3 separate regions of the Mus musculus genome follow, and regions 2 and 3 are each linked to region 1. Evidence: chromatin contacts called from public HiChIP or PLAC-seq and promoter capture Hi-C data. All regions are on one chromosome and are shown on one strand. The core of a region is the stretch at or near the end of the contact, and the rest is flanking DNA. Distances in the headings are between cores, read along the strand shown. Region 1 overlaps Mrtfa (myocardin related transcription factor A). Region 2 overlaps Mrtfa (myocardin related transcription factor A). Region 3 overlaps Mrtfa (myocardin related transcription factor A).

What was found. HiChIP or PLAC-seq counts read pairs in DNA pulled down with a chosen protein or histone mark. Capture Hi-C pulls out chosen DNA fragments and counts their contacts.
Region 2: a CTCF HiChIP or PLAC-seq map of the NIH/3T3 cell line shows a contact between it and region 1, with 18 read pairs. The contact joins two enhancer-like sites. A contact is called at or near these places in 4 of 15 datasets of contacts at CTCF or cohesin (CD8 T cells, the NIH/3T3 cell line, large pre-B cells and 1 more), 21 of 484 Hi-C or Micro-C datasets (the BV-2 cell line, CD4 T cells, CD8 T cells and 11 more), 6 of 115 datasets of contacts at active chromatin or transcription factors (CD8 T cells, the HPC-7 cell line, double positive thymocytes and 3 more) and 2 of 9 other capture datasets (adipose tissue and liver).
Region 3: a promoter capture Hi-C map of pancreatic islet shows a contact between it and region 1. The contact joins two enhancer-like sites. A contact is called at or near these places in 21 of 39 promoter capture datasets (the 3T3-L1 cell line, 3T3-L1-derived adipocytes, the C10 cell line and 15 more), 1 of 15 datasets of contacts at CTCF or cohesin (the NIH/3T3 cell line), 9 of 484 Hi-C or Micro-C datasets (CD4 T cells, CD8 T cells, bone marrow-derived macrophages and 3 more), 18 of 115 datasets of contacts at active chromatin or transcription factors (the HPC-7 cell line, double positive thymocytes, embryonic basal ganglia and 13 more) and 4 of 9 other capture datasets (adipose tissue, embryonic stem cells, liver and 1 more).

Annotation. Positions count from the first base shown.
Region 1 is chr15:81,060,851-81,064,505 of GRCm38.p6, reverse strand. All of the region lies in intron 2 of Mrtfa (myocardin related transcription factor A), which reads left to right. Among named protein-coding and RNA genes, the nearest start is that of Sgsm3, 85 kb to the right of the region's middle. Within about 2 kb of position 1,970, at least 87 of the 459 cell types and tissues checked have an H3K27ac peak or open chromatin away from gene starts, as enhancers often do. A contact at or near this core is called in the NIH/3T3 cell line, embryonic fibroblasts and pancreatic islet, where this site is marked.
Region 2 is chr15:81,157,673-81,161,651 of GRCm38.p6, reverse strand. All of the region lies in intron 1 of Mrtfa (myocardin related transcription factor A), which reads left to right. Among named protein-coding and RNA genes, the nearest start is that of Mrtfa, 31 kb to the left of the region's middle. Within about 2 kb of position 2,326, at least 28 of the 459 cell types and tissues checked have an H3K27ac peak or open chromatin away from gene starts, as enhancers often do. A contact at or near this core is called in the NIH/3T3 cell line and embryonic fibroblasts, where this site is marked.
Region 3 is chr15:81,176,417-81,180,616 of GRCm38.p6, reverse strand. The region is part of intron 1 of Mrtfa (myocardin related transcription factor A); the gene reads left to right. Among named protein-coding and RNA genes, the nearest start is that of Mrtfa, 12 kb to the left of the region's middle. Within about 2 kb of position 1,601, at least 19 of the 459 cell types and tissues checked have an H3K27ac peak or open chromatin away from gene starts, as enhancers often do. A contact at or near this core is called in pancreatic islet, where this site is marked.

The sequences.
Region 1 (3,655 bases), core at 721-3,220:
TCCTTGAGGTCTTTTGCACTTTTGTGGGGTTTGTTTGTTTGTTTGTTTGTTTTAAATGCATGTGGTAAGCCCAGCCTTTTCTCTCTGGTCCTCCCAAGTGCTCACACTGAAGCCACCCATTTGTGCACATGGAGCAGTTAATTAGCCTTCTGATAATTACTGTTTCTGGGCACTAGAGGGCAGTATTGCATCCCTAGGGAGATGTGTTTATCCTGAATTAACTGAGGTTTTTGACTAGTATCCTAATCTGATTTTAGTCAGTCTCATGTGGATAATTCAGAAGTAATTTGCCTCTGTTTATTGTCAGTGACATTAATAATGTTTCTGTAATGCTTTTCAGCTACATTCAGAATATGAAGTTGGAACAAGGGATGTAACATCTTGTTAAAGCTGAGAGAGATCAGTCAAGTCTCTGGGTGTCATACATTACTTTCTTGAAGTTGGACACCATTATATGGTAGGCAGTTAGTGTCTTAACAGAGAGCAAAATTGTCTTGAACTTGCTGTTCTTAGTTTGATCTTGCCAGTTGTGTATGTCTATGTGTGTGTCTGTGTGTGTGTGTCTGTGTGTGTGTGTGTGTGTGTCTGTGTGTGTCTGACTTGCTCTAGCTTAGTAAACCAGTTTCTGATTTTCTAGTGTCTTTAGTCATAACTGAGTCAAATGAGGTCATGTGTGAGCTCTCTGTAAGGTGTGACATGTGTGTGAGCTCTCTAAGGTGTGACATGTGTGTGAGCTCTCTGTAAGGTGTGACATGAACTTGGGCTCCTTCTTTGCTTCTGTCTTCACCTCCATATGGAGTGCACACAGTAAGAGACTAGTTGTAATATTATAACCTTAAGTTTTAAATATTAAAGACTGCATGCTGTTAAGAATTGATAGGAGATGTGACATGCAGTTCTGTCCACCTAAGCTGCACACACTGACCTGTGGTTATAACTACAGAAGTCTGCTCAACGAAGCTTGTCTTCTGATGTTGCTGCCTCAGGATGAACTGTTAGCCATGTAAGTCATACCCTTTTGTTTAGTCTCAAGTGGATTTAATATTTTAACATCCTCTGCCTTTCTTATCAACTTCAAATATTCAGAGTCAGCTAATTATTATAAGGTATTTAGAGCATTATGGAAAACCAGGTTCAGATGCAATTTTTAAGAGAAGACGGCTGCATTTTGGAAATAAGCATGAACACAGTTTGCTATGGTAGTTTGTGGTTAGACAAGCAGTAGGTTAGCTGTGGTGGTGCACACCTTTAATCCCAGAAGGATTAAATCTAGGGAGGCAAAGACAGGCTGATCTCTGAGTTTGAGGCCAGCCTGGTCTACAGGGCAGGTTCCAGGACAACCAGGGCTGCACAGGAAGATGGGGCTTTCTTTCATCAGCAGATCATTATAGAGACACCAGATAAAATGTTCAGCTGAATCCAGGCAGGCTCCTGCTTACAAAACCTCTTACCAAGGAAAGTTGCAGCTTACTATTTGCACTTGAATAATTCCCTGTCCAGGCTTCCAGGTAGGAAACTCAGTTACAGAACTGCCCTGCTGGGAGAAGTCCTGGTGATACTGAGTGGACACCCTGGCAAGTGTGGTATGAAGAAGCTTACAGGGTTCTGGACCTCATCAGAATTAAACGTGCAGATCAGGATGTGCCAGCCGACTCCCTGGGGGGTAGGGATCTGACAAAAGCTCCTCCAGTACGTTCAGCTGTGTGCTGAACACACTTGGGCTGGGGCCCAGGCAGATGGCACATTCCTGCACCAATCTCCTGAAACATGCCGGGTTCAAAAGCTATCGGAGAGCACCCGATAGAGGTAGACCTGGCTGAGACCACCTTGGGATTGTCGTATCTTCTCACGGCCCTGTGCCTGCCCTGTTGTGGACTTGGCTTCTACTGTCAGTACAACCCTGGGACTGATTCATCTCCTCTGAAAGATTCCTTCAGACTGAGATGATTTGAGGGTAAACTTTAGGACTCTACAGCTTCCCTCTCCACAGCCCAGCCTGTCCCATTCTCGGGTCTGACTAAGCCTTCCATCTAAGACTAGGGAGGGGTGAAGCAGCTTTGGTATAGTCAGTTGCCCCTTCATTAGTTATCCCATTGGCTCTAATGTAGGGAGATACTCTCCTTAGGGGTCACCTCTTCCCCGCCTCCCGCCTTGCCTGTTGCCCTTTGATTTTTTAAATCTGATACTCAGCCTCGCCTCCCCCACTCACACGCTGGAGTTCCTGAGCTATTTCTGTCGGGTTAATGATCCCCAGCTGTTGCTGACTGTGTTCACGCTGGTGAGAATCAGCAGGGCCAGCAGAGAAGGGGTCGAGCCTGAAGCAAATTACACGGGTTGTCAAACTAGTCTCACCCATTTTTCTGAAACCACCAGGGTAAGGCTGTTTAGGGATGCTACTACTGAGATGCTTAAGTGACACAAGGGTGAGAACATTTCCTCTCGGGGACATTTTTAAAGTAAACATTCTTAGTGGATATTGTTAGTGACAATTTGGATAGACCCAAAGAGGAGGAATTTCGAGTGTACTCAGCATAAAGAAATGGTGAAAGTTTAAGGTGGTGGATATGCTAATTAGCCAACTGCACAGGAGTAAAAACATCACATTTCACCTCATAAAAATTTACAAATCTTGTGTGCCAAGCAAAATTTTAAAAAATGTGTATGATGTAGTTCTACATTATATTTAAGCTCATAATCTGGCCTGTCCCCTTCCAGCCATGCAGTGTGCTGAAGAAGCCTAGTTAATACCTGACTAGAAAGTTAGGTCTGTGACAGGAGAGGTGGAAATCATCCCAGAGGTGATGGAAGCATCCATCTCATCTCCTGGTTGACCTGAGGCAGGTTTGTCCTGTAAAAGTTGTGCAAACCCTGCAGCAGATCCAACCACAGAAATATCAAACAGAGCTGTGGGTTTATGACGTGAACACCCGTAGGATTGCACGCGCCTTTGCTTCTCATCCATCCTCACTAATAATCATGGGACAGGTGCTGTGGGGAACTTAATTTAACAGTTAAATGGCCCAGGTTTCTCCTACATGGGCTTGAGCTGCCGATCTCGTAGCTCTTATCCTCACATACCACATGGAAGTTTAATTTTACGGATTTTATCTGTACAAGTTTCACTGCAGCCTTTCTGAAAATTTATTTTTGAATCTCCAATTCTTTTCAGTTAGGAAACTAAAATTTTACACTACCTACAATTTGGGGTGGGGTTCTCATTGTTAATTACATGTCCCTAAATTTCCTCTGATCAGAAGTTCTTTGAGATGATATAGTTTGCCTTAGCTAAGCAGAAAAGAGAATCATCTGACTTGTCTATCCTGAGAATGGCCTGCAGGTGGCATAGGTTTTAAACCTGCCTGTGACCTTGTCAGCCTTGGCCACATTCATCTGGATGGATACCTGATACTTGGCACCTTAAGTCTCTACAGGACTAGGCGCATCTTCTCTCACTGAGACCAGACAAGGCAGTTAGGGGAACAGGATCCACAGACAGGCAACAGAGTCAGGGACGGCCCCCACTCCAGTTGTTGGGGGACCTGCATGAAGACCAGGCTGCACATCTGCTATGTGCAGGGGACCTAGGTCCAACCCATGTATTGGTTTTTGGTTGGTGGTTCAGTCTCTGGGAACCCCCAAAGGTTCAAGTTAATTG
Region 2 (3,979 bases), core at 1,077-3,576, 97 kb before region 1:
TGTAGTCCAGGCTGGCCTCAAATTTTCTATCCTCCTGCCTCAGTTCTAAAGAGCTAGGCTTATAGGTGTTTATCATGCCAGATCAAAATCCTCCTAAGTCATTCGTTAACTGTTACCTGATCCCTATCATGGTCCAGGCATTGTTGACAGTTGAATAAGAATTTATTGTAGTTTTTTTTTAAGATTTATTTTATTTATATGAGTATACTGTAGCTGTCTTCAGACACATGAGAAGAGGGCATCGAATCCCTTTTATAGATGGTTATGAGCCACCATGTGGTTGCTGGGAATTGAACTCAGGACCTCTGGAAGAGGAGTCAGTGCTCTTAACTGCTGAGCCATCTTTCCAGCCCTTATTGTAAAATTTTATTTACTTGTTCTTTTATAACATTTTTTATATTTATTTGGGTGTATGTGTGAGGACACCTGTGGAGGTAAGAGAACAGTTTGTGGGGATTTTCTCATTCTACTATGTGTGTTTGAGGAATCACACTCTGGTTGTCAGGTTTGGTGACAAGCACCTTTACCCACTTAGCCATCTTGCCAGCCTGTACTGTGGATTTAATACAAATATTTATAATACTGTCTAGGAATATGTATTATTCCTAGAAATGAGAAAAGTAATGTATTTATCTGCAAACTCGGATTAAATACAGACGGAAAAGTCTGTTGCCAAGCTTTGGTTATCCAGAGCATAGGCTGTTTTCTTTATTCATCTAAAAGAGCTCTGAACTTAAAACCTGGAGGTAGTGTAGTGGGGCACAGATAAGGGGAGGGGTGAATACGAATAGATATGAAACTAGCTTTAGATAATCAGGAGAAAACAGTATTGTTGATAATTCTGAAAAGACTTGAGGTGCCAGAAGTACTCTGAGTAGGCGGTTCCTACACTAGAAGTTGGAATGTATTCATTTAACTGGCATTGCCCAGTTAAAGTTGATCTGTATTGTTTTTTTTTGTTTTTGTTTTTGTTTTTTTGTTTTGTTTTGTTTTGTTTTTCAGAGACAGGGTTTCTCTGTGTAGCCTTGGCTGACCTGGAATTCACTTTGTAGACCAGGCTGGCCTTGAACTCAGAAATCCGCCTGCCTCTGCCTCCCAGGTGCTGGGATTAAAGGCGTGTGCCACCACGCCCGGCGATCTGTATTGTTTTTTAGAAGAAAAAAAAATTTATTTGAGAAAATCTGCAAACTGATGTGGTGGCATACTGTAGTACCAACACTTAAAAGGTTGAGGCAGGAAGATTTTGAGGTCAGCCTGGGAGTATATAGGGAGAACCTGTCTCAAAAACAGGAAGGGTGGAAAGGAGGGAGCGATAGAGGAAGAGAGAGGCATAGGAAAGGACAAGAATGGAAGAGACTCTCTTCTATAGCACAGGATGATAATTCAAGGCCTGAAAGAAGCAGCTTTGGGGAGGAGACGGATGTTTTGGCTTAGGGCTCCAGCCCATCATAGGGAACTGTAACTGTGGGCTTTTCCACCCACATCCAAGTTCCCAAAGTAATAACTCTGAGACTGAATTAATTATAAATAAATACCTAGGCCAGAAGCTTTGACTTGTTTCCACTAGCTCGTAACTCAGGTAGCCCTTTTATACTATTGTAAGTCCTGCCGCATGGTTAGTTACCTCTCCTCACATACATGCCACTGGCTTCCTCAGAGTTCAGGGCCTCTGACTCTCTCCCAGAATTCCTCTCTGTACCGGAACTTCCATCTCCCTCTCTCCTGCCTAAGCTAATGGGCCAACAACATTTTATTGACAGGTGATGCTTCCATACGTTGTAGAAGAGATTGGAGCAGCTCATGACAGCAAGAGTATATGATAGATTGTATTCATAACGCAGTGTGCCAAGAATGGAGTGAGCTTCAGGGACAAGTCCATCCCTAGTGATGCACTTCTGCTTGCTGGACCCTGTTTCCTAAAGATCCTAGCTTCCTGAAATAGTAAACCAGCTGGGGATCAAGCCATCTCACAATTCAGTCCCTGGGTTGGGCAGGGTGGTGCTTGCCTTTCATTCCAGCACTCAGGAGGCCCTGTTGAGGCTACATAGTAAGGCTCTGCCTCCAAAACCAAAGAGCCTCAAGGCCAGCTTTGGCTGACCCTCTCTCCAAAACAAAACCTGCTGGCCTTGTAATGTGCTCTGATCCCGTTTTTCTGTTATAAAGTAACCCTGCTCGGCAGGCTGTTTCCCTGACCGCAGATGAATGGGTTGGATACGTTAGGCCCAGAGGCTTTAGTTATAAAAGTTTGACCAGCCCCCTCTTGGTCATCATTTTTCTAAGGCTGATGAAAATAAGAGAAGAACTTTGCTTATATTACTGCTCATATAAAAATAGCATTCACTTCATTATGAAGTGAAGTAGACTGGGTTCTGAAGAAGCTTAGTCAGCGAGTGACTAAAACAACCTTTCCACGAGATGGTCTCACGGTCAAAACAGTTCCAAAATACATTCCTGACAGCTTTCAACTAAAATCCAGGATCTCATCTGGAGATTAGTGTAAGAGCCCCACCATTAGCTTGCCTCTCGTTTCTTTCTGTTCAGGTGGTTTTGTCCAGGTACATATAGCACTGTTTAGGAGCAGGCCTCTTCAGTCACAGTGTCCAGTGAAATTCTGTTAGTCTTAGTCATTCTCCTCCGAGCCCTTTTCCTGTGAATAAAAGATGGAGCTCATACCTTTCCACAAGCTCTGGAGAGTATTTTAAGCTTGGCATGTTGAGACCTGGCAGGCTTGATTAATATGTGGACAGACCAGCACATTAGAACATTTTTAAAGTTCCAGGCCACAAGCTGTGTTTTAAATGAGCATTGGCATGTATAAAATGAATACTAAGTGGTGAGCAGCCCAGATGCTCCGATGCCTCTTGCACTGGGTGCTGACTTTCCCGAGGCTCTTTGCTGGCCTGCATTTGCTTTAAGCAGGGCAAGAGGGGGTTTGTCCTTTGCACTCTGCCGCCCTCTGCCTTCACAGGCAGAAGGCTACTCTCTAGGTTCTCACACTTGGCCATTTGGAAAGTTTCTGAAAATAAACTGAATTGGCTTCTGTATTTCTCAATGTGACGCCCACAGTTCCTGACAAAAGTCACTTTACGTACTACGGATGCCCCATATGCAAAGTTGGGGAAGGACCCTGCCTGGACAGGTAAGCCATCACTTAACGTACTGCCACACTCTGGCTAGGTTAGCATGCATGGAAGTGAGTTTTGTTGTCTAGTTTGTTTGCCAGAGTTGGTGGTCTGTATGTGTCACCTGGGAGGTACAGGGAAGAGCAGGCGTCTCAAGGCCAGACTCAACCACATAGCAAGAGTGAGGTCAGCCTGGCCTACATAAGACCCTCTCAGCAAACCAATAATACAAAACTAAAGAAAACAGAAAAACTACTCAATGTTTGAATGATCTAGTGTTTTAATGTAACCTTTGTGCCTGACTGTTGGCTTGATAATGTAGCAGTCATATCCGTAAAAATATAGACATACATTATATTTTGACTCAGAATTGTTTAAATGTACCAAGAAAATAAATTCTAGTGTAATTAATTTTGTAAATTTGGGCTAATTGGGCTTCCAGTCAACAAGTAGTAAATACTGAGTATGTACCAGGCCCTGCTAAGGGTGGAGGCAACAGAGCTGTTTAAGGATGATTTCTGATAGAGCAGTGGTGAGGGCTGTGGGAGAATGCGGGTGTGTGTGTGTGTGTGTGTGCGTGCGCGCGCGCACGCGTGCACTCGTGTCTTAACTCTAGGGAATTGGAAGGTTTTAAAAAACTTGTTTTATTTGAGTCTGAGCTAATACAAATTGTTAGTTGGATGTGGTGGTACACACCTTTAATTCCTTTACTCTGAGTAGGCAGGGTGACCTCTATGAGTTCAAGGACAGTCTGATCTACCTATCAAATTCCTGGACAGCCTGGCCTTGAGTTTTTAACTGAATAATGGTACAAAGAGTCTTTACCTTCTGACCCGGCTTCCATGTCTGGGACCATT
Region 3 (4,200 bases), core at 352-2,851, 120 kb before region 1:
TGTGGGCTTATTTCTCTTAGCCCCTACTAGAGCTTTTCTAGTAGCACTAGCCAAAGTCACTTTGCATATGTGTGTGTGTGTGTGTGTGTGTTTGTATGCTGCACATGTGCACATTTGTATGGAGGTCAGAGAATAATGTTGGTCTCATTCCTCAGGTACTTGATTAGTCAGGGTTCTCTAGAGGAACAGAATTTATAAAATGAATCTTTCTTTCTGTGTATATATACATATATAATGTATGTACATAGTCACATATATGTACATATATGTGTATGTATATGTATACTTATGTACACACACATTCACACATATGAAGGGTATTTATTAGAGTGGCTTACAGGTTGTGGTCCAGTCAGTCAAAAAATGACTTTTTAGTCGGGCGTGGTGGCGAACGCCTTTAATCCCAGCACTCGGGAGGCAGAGGCAGGCGGATTTCTGAGTTCGAGGCCAGCCTGGTCTACAAAGTGAGCTCCAGGACAGCCAGGGCTATACAGAGAAACCCTGTCTCGAAAAAACAAAAAAACCAAAAACAAACAAACAAAAAAAATGACTTTTTACCAAAGGAAGGTCCAAGGATCCAGTAGTTTTTCAGTCCACAAGGCTAGGTGTTTCAGCTGGCCTTGAGTATATGCTGGAATCCTGCAGACATAGGGTCTGCAGTCAGTGGAGAACTACACTTGCCAGCAAGAGCCAGAACAAGCAGGTAAAGAGCAAAGGACTCCTTCCCTGTCCTTTATGTTGGCTGCCAGCAGGTGTGTCCAGATTAAAGGTGGCTCTTTCTGCCTCAAAAGATCTGGGTTTTCCTACTTGAAGTGATTTAAGAAAAATCCCTCACAGGTGTGCCCAGCCACTTAGGTTTGAGTTCATACCAGATGTAGTCAAGTTGCCAGCCAGAAGTGGCCCACAGGTGACTTCCCGCTCTTGTTTTCCACAGGGTCTCATTGGTCTGGAACTTTGCCAAGTAGGCTACACTAGCTGGTGTGAGCTTTCAGTGGTGTGCCTCTCTCGCACCCCATCTCCACACTGCTAGGCTTATAGGCATGTGTTACTGTGCCCTGTGTTTGTTTGTTGTTTGTTTTTAACATGGTTTTTGTAGTATGAACTCAGGCCCTCACACCTTAGAGGCAAGTACTTTACTGTGTCCCATCTCTCGCCCCTTGCCTAGTTACTTACGCCTGTCTTTCTGTGATGTTAGGGACCAAAGTTATCTCTCTCCTGCTGTTCTATGCTCAGCATCAGCATAGTGGCTGTCATGCTGGGTAGTAGGTGCTCAGTAAACACTCAACAGATGAATGGAACTCCACTTTCTGATCTTGTCTCTTTAGGCTTAAAGGACAGAGTTCTAAATATATTTCCTGTGGCTCACGTGCCCTTCAACATATTTTCTTGCAGATCTATAATGTTCTTGTTTGAATTTTCATGTATAGAAGAGTAGAGCTAAACATGGCAAGGACAATATTCAGCCAGTAAGAAAACCAGAAAAAGCAGAGCAGTGATCAGAGTCAGTGATGAGAATCCTCTCTCTGTGTCCAGCCTCAGTCAACTAAACAGTTTTCACGGTGGTTGCCCTGACGTGGGTGTTGCGGAGTCAGCACGTTCTCCCTAGTTTCCTGAGGTGGCTGACTTCAGGCTAGAGCCTTGTCCTCTCCTCAGTGTCTCCTACTTCACACGAGGCAGTCCGCAGCAGTGTTGTTAATTCTGTCTTCAGCACACACATCTGTCATCACCTCACTTCTTCCCTCCCCTCACAGTGCCCAGGTCTAAGCAGCTCTGTTAGGTTACTGTGCTACAATGTTGTGACAGGTCTCTGCATTCACCGTTCTTTACAGTCGAGGAGGTCAGGAGCGGGAAGTCAGATTCTCTGGCCAAAATCAAAGCGTCACAAGGGCCATATTCTTTCCGAGGCTTTAGGTGAGGGACTTCTGGTGGCCATTGGCTTTCCTTGGTTTGTAGAAGTGTTCAGTATATATTAGCCTTGAAACGTTTACTGCTATTTTTTTCTATTTTTGTCAAAGTTCTTTCTTCCTTCTCTTTTACAGGACCCATGACTGTTTAACTCATGAACCTACCTGACAATCCAGGCTGATCTCCCCCATTACAAACTCCTTAATTCAACTACAAAGATTCAGCTTTTCCTCTTGATAGAAAGTCCCAGGCACTGGTTATAGGAACTCGGATGTGGCATATTTGGAGGTCATTTTTAGCCTCTTGTAGTCTGTTCTCTGGCCTCTAGAAGTTCCTTACTGTCCCAAATTAAAATACATTAATCCATTCCAGTAGCTCTGAAAATCTCAACTCAGTACAGCTTCAGTCTGAGCTCATTTGTGCATCAGCAGCTCCAAGATACCAGTTCTTTACGATTATTAAAAAATTACCTTTTAGCATGCTTGTGTGTGTGTGCGTGTGTACATGCACGTGCTGCGGTGCAAATGTAGCGCTCAGAGGCAGTTTGCAGCTCATGGCTCTCTCCTTTTACCATGCGGTTCCCAAGAATTGAACTCAGATTGTCAGGCTCTGGAGCAGGTGCTTTTGAGTCATGTTGCTGGACCCCAAAATAAAGCATGATGTCATCCAAAGGGGGAAGCTGTCTGTTCTCCTGGGACAAATGCAGGAGGCACACACAGTATAGCAGTTATGAATGTCTCCATAGTGAGGGATGGAGGAAGGAAGGGATCGAGAGGGAAAGGGAGAGGGAGAGAATATGCAAGGGCCTCAGGCATTTTCAGAACCTGACAGAGAACCTGACTTGGCAGGTTCCAAAGTCTGGAAGGACTTCTCTGTGACTTGAGACTGCCCTCGTTGCCTATGGCGTTGGTGTCCGCTCTTCCTCCTCTTTACCTGAAGAGTAGTGTATCTTTGCAACTGAATTGGTTTTTCCCCTCTGTTAAGTGGTAATAAATTTGGTATTATTAATACCAAATTATAATTGCTGAGAAGCAGTTAAAATATAGTTAACATTTCCCACCATAGCTATATTCTAGTGTATTGTTAGCAGTATTGGGCACATTCTTGTCATTATACAACTGTCCATCATCACCCTCCATCCTGAGCCCCCTTATCTTGCAGAATTGCAGCTCTATGCCCACTAACAATAAAACTCCCCTTTCTCCTCTGCCTCTAGCACTGGCAATTGGTCTTATACTTTTGTTAGAATGTGTGTGTGTGTTGTGTACACATTAGTGTGTACAAGTGCTCATGCCTGTGCAATTCGGAGGTCAGAGGAAGGCATTATGTGCCCTGTCCTATCACTTTCCTTTCATTCTCTCAGGATCTCTCAGTGTATCTGGAGTGATGCTGCCTGCCACAGGCCCGAGCAGTTCTCTTGTCTATACCCACAGCAGTACTAGGATTGCAGACGTGCATACACACGTCCAGCTTTTTCTGTGGGTGTTGGGTCTGAAGTTGCATCCTCCTGCTTGTATAGTAGGTGCTTGTGCTCGCTGGTGCATTTCTCTACCTCTGCTGCCGTGCTTTTATTGCTGTAAGTACCTCATATTTATGGAAGCATGTAATATTTGTCTCTTGAGGTTGGTTTAGTTCACTTAGCATAACGTATTCAAGATTTACCCATGTCACACTTTCCTCCCTGCTGTGCTGACTAGATGGCTCAGCAAATAAAGGCACTTACTTTCAAGTCTGATGGCTTGGGCTTCATTTCCAGAATTCACACGGTAAAAGAGAACCCAGTCCCTCAGGATATCCTGACATCCGCAGTCGTGCTGTGTCATGAATGGATTCACCCCCACACATGCTGTGTCATGAATACATTCACACGTGTATATATACTACATAAATGTTAGGAAAAAATTCTGGGTGTGCTGGTTAGTTTTCTGTCAGCTTGAGCCAACCTATGGTCATCTGAGAGTAGGGAACCTAGATTGAGAAAATGCCTCCAAAGATCATGATGTAGGCCAGCCTGGAGGGCATTTTCTTTCTTAGTGATTGATGGAGAAGGGCCCTGTCCATTGTGGGTGGGTAACATGGGTAAAGGCACTTACCTCCATGCCCGATGACCCGAGTTTGATCTCTGAGGACCCACATGGTAGAGAGAGAGAATGGACTCCTGAAAGTTGTCCTCTGACCTCCATATGTGTGCTGTGGTATGTGTGTGCCCACATACAGCCCCATACCACACATGTATAAATATAAATAAGTACTCTTTAACTAGCTGGGCAGTAGTGTTGCACACCTTTAAGCACT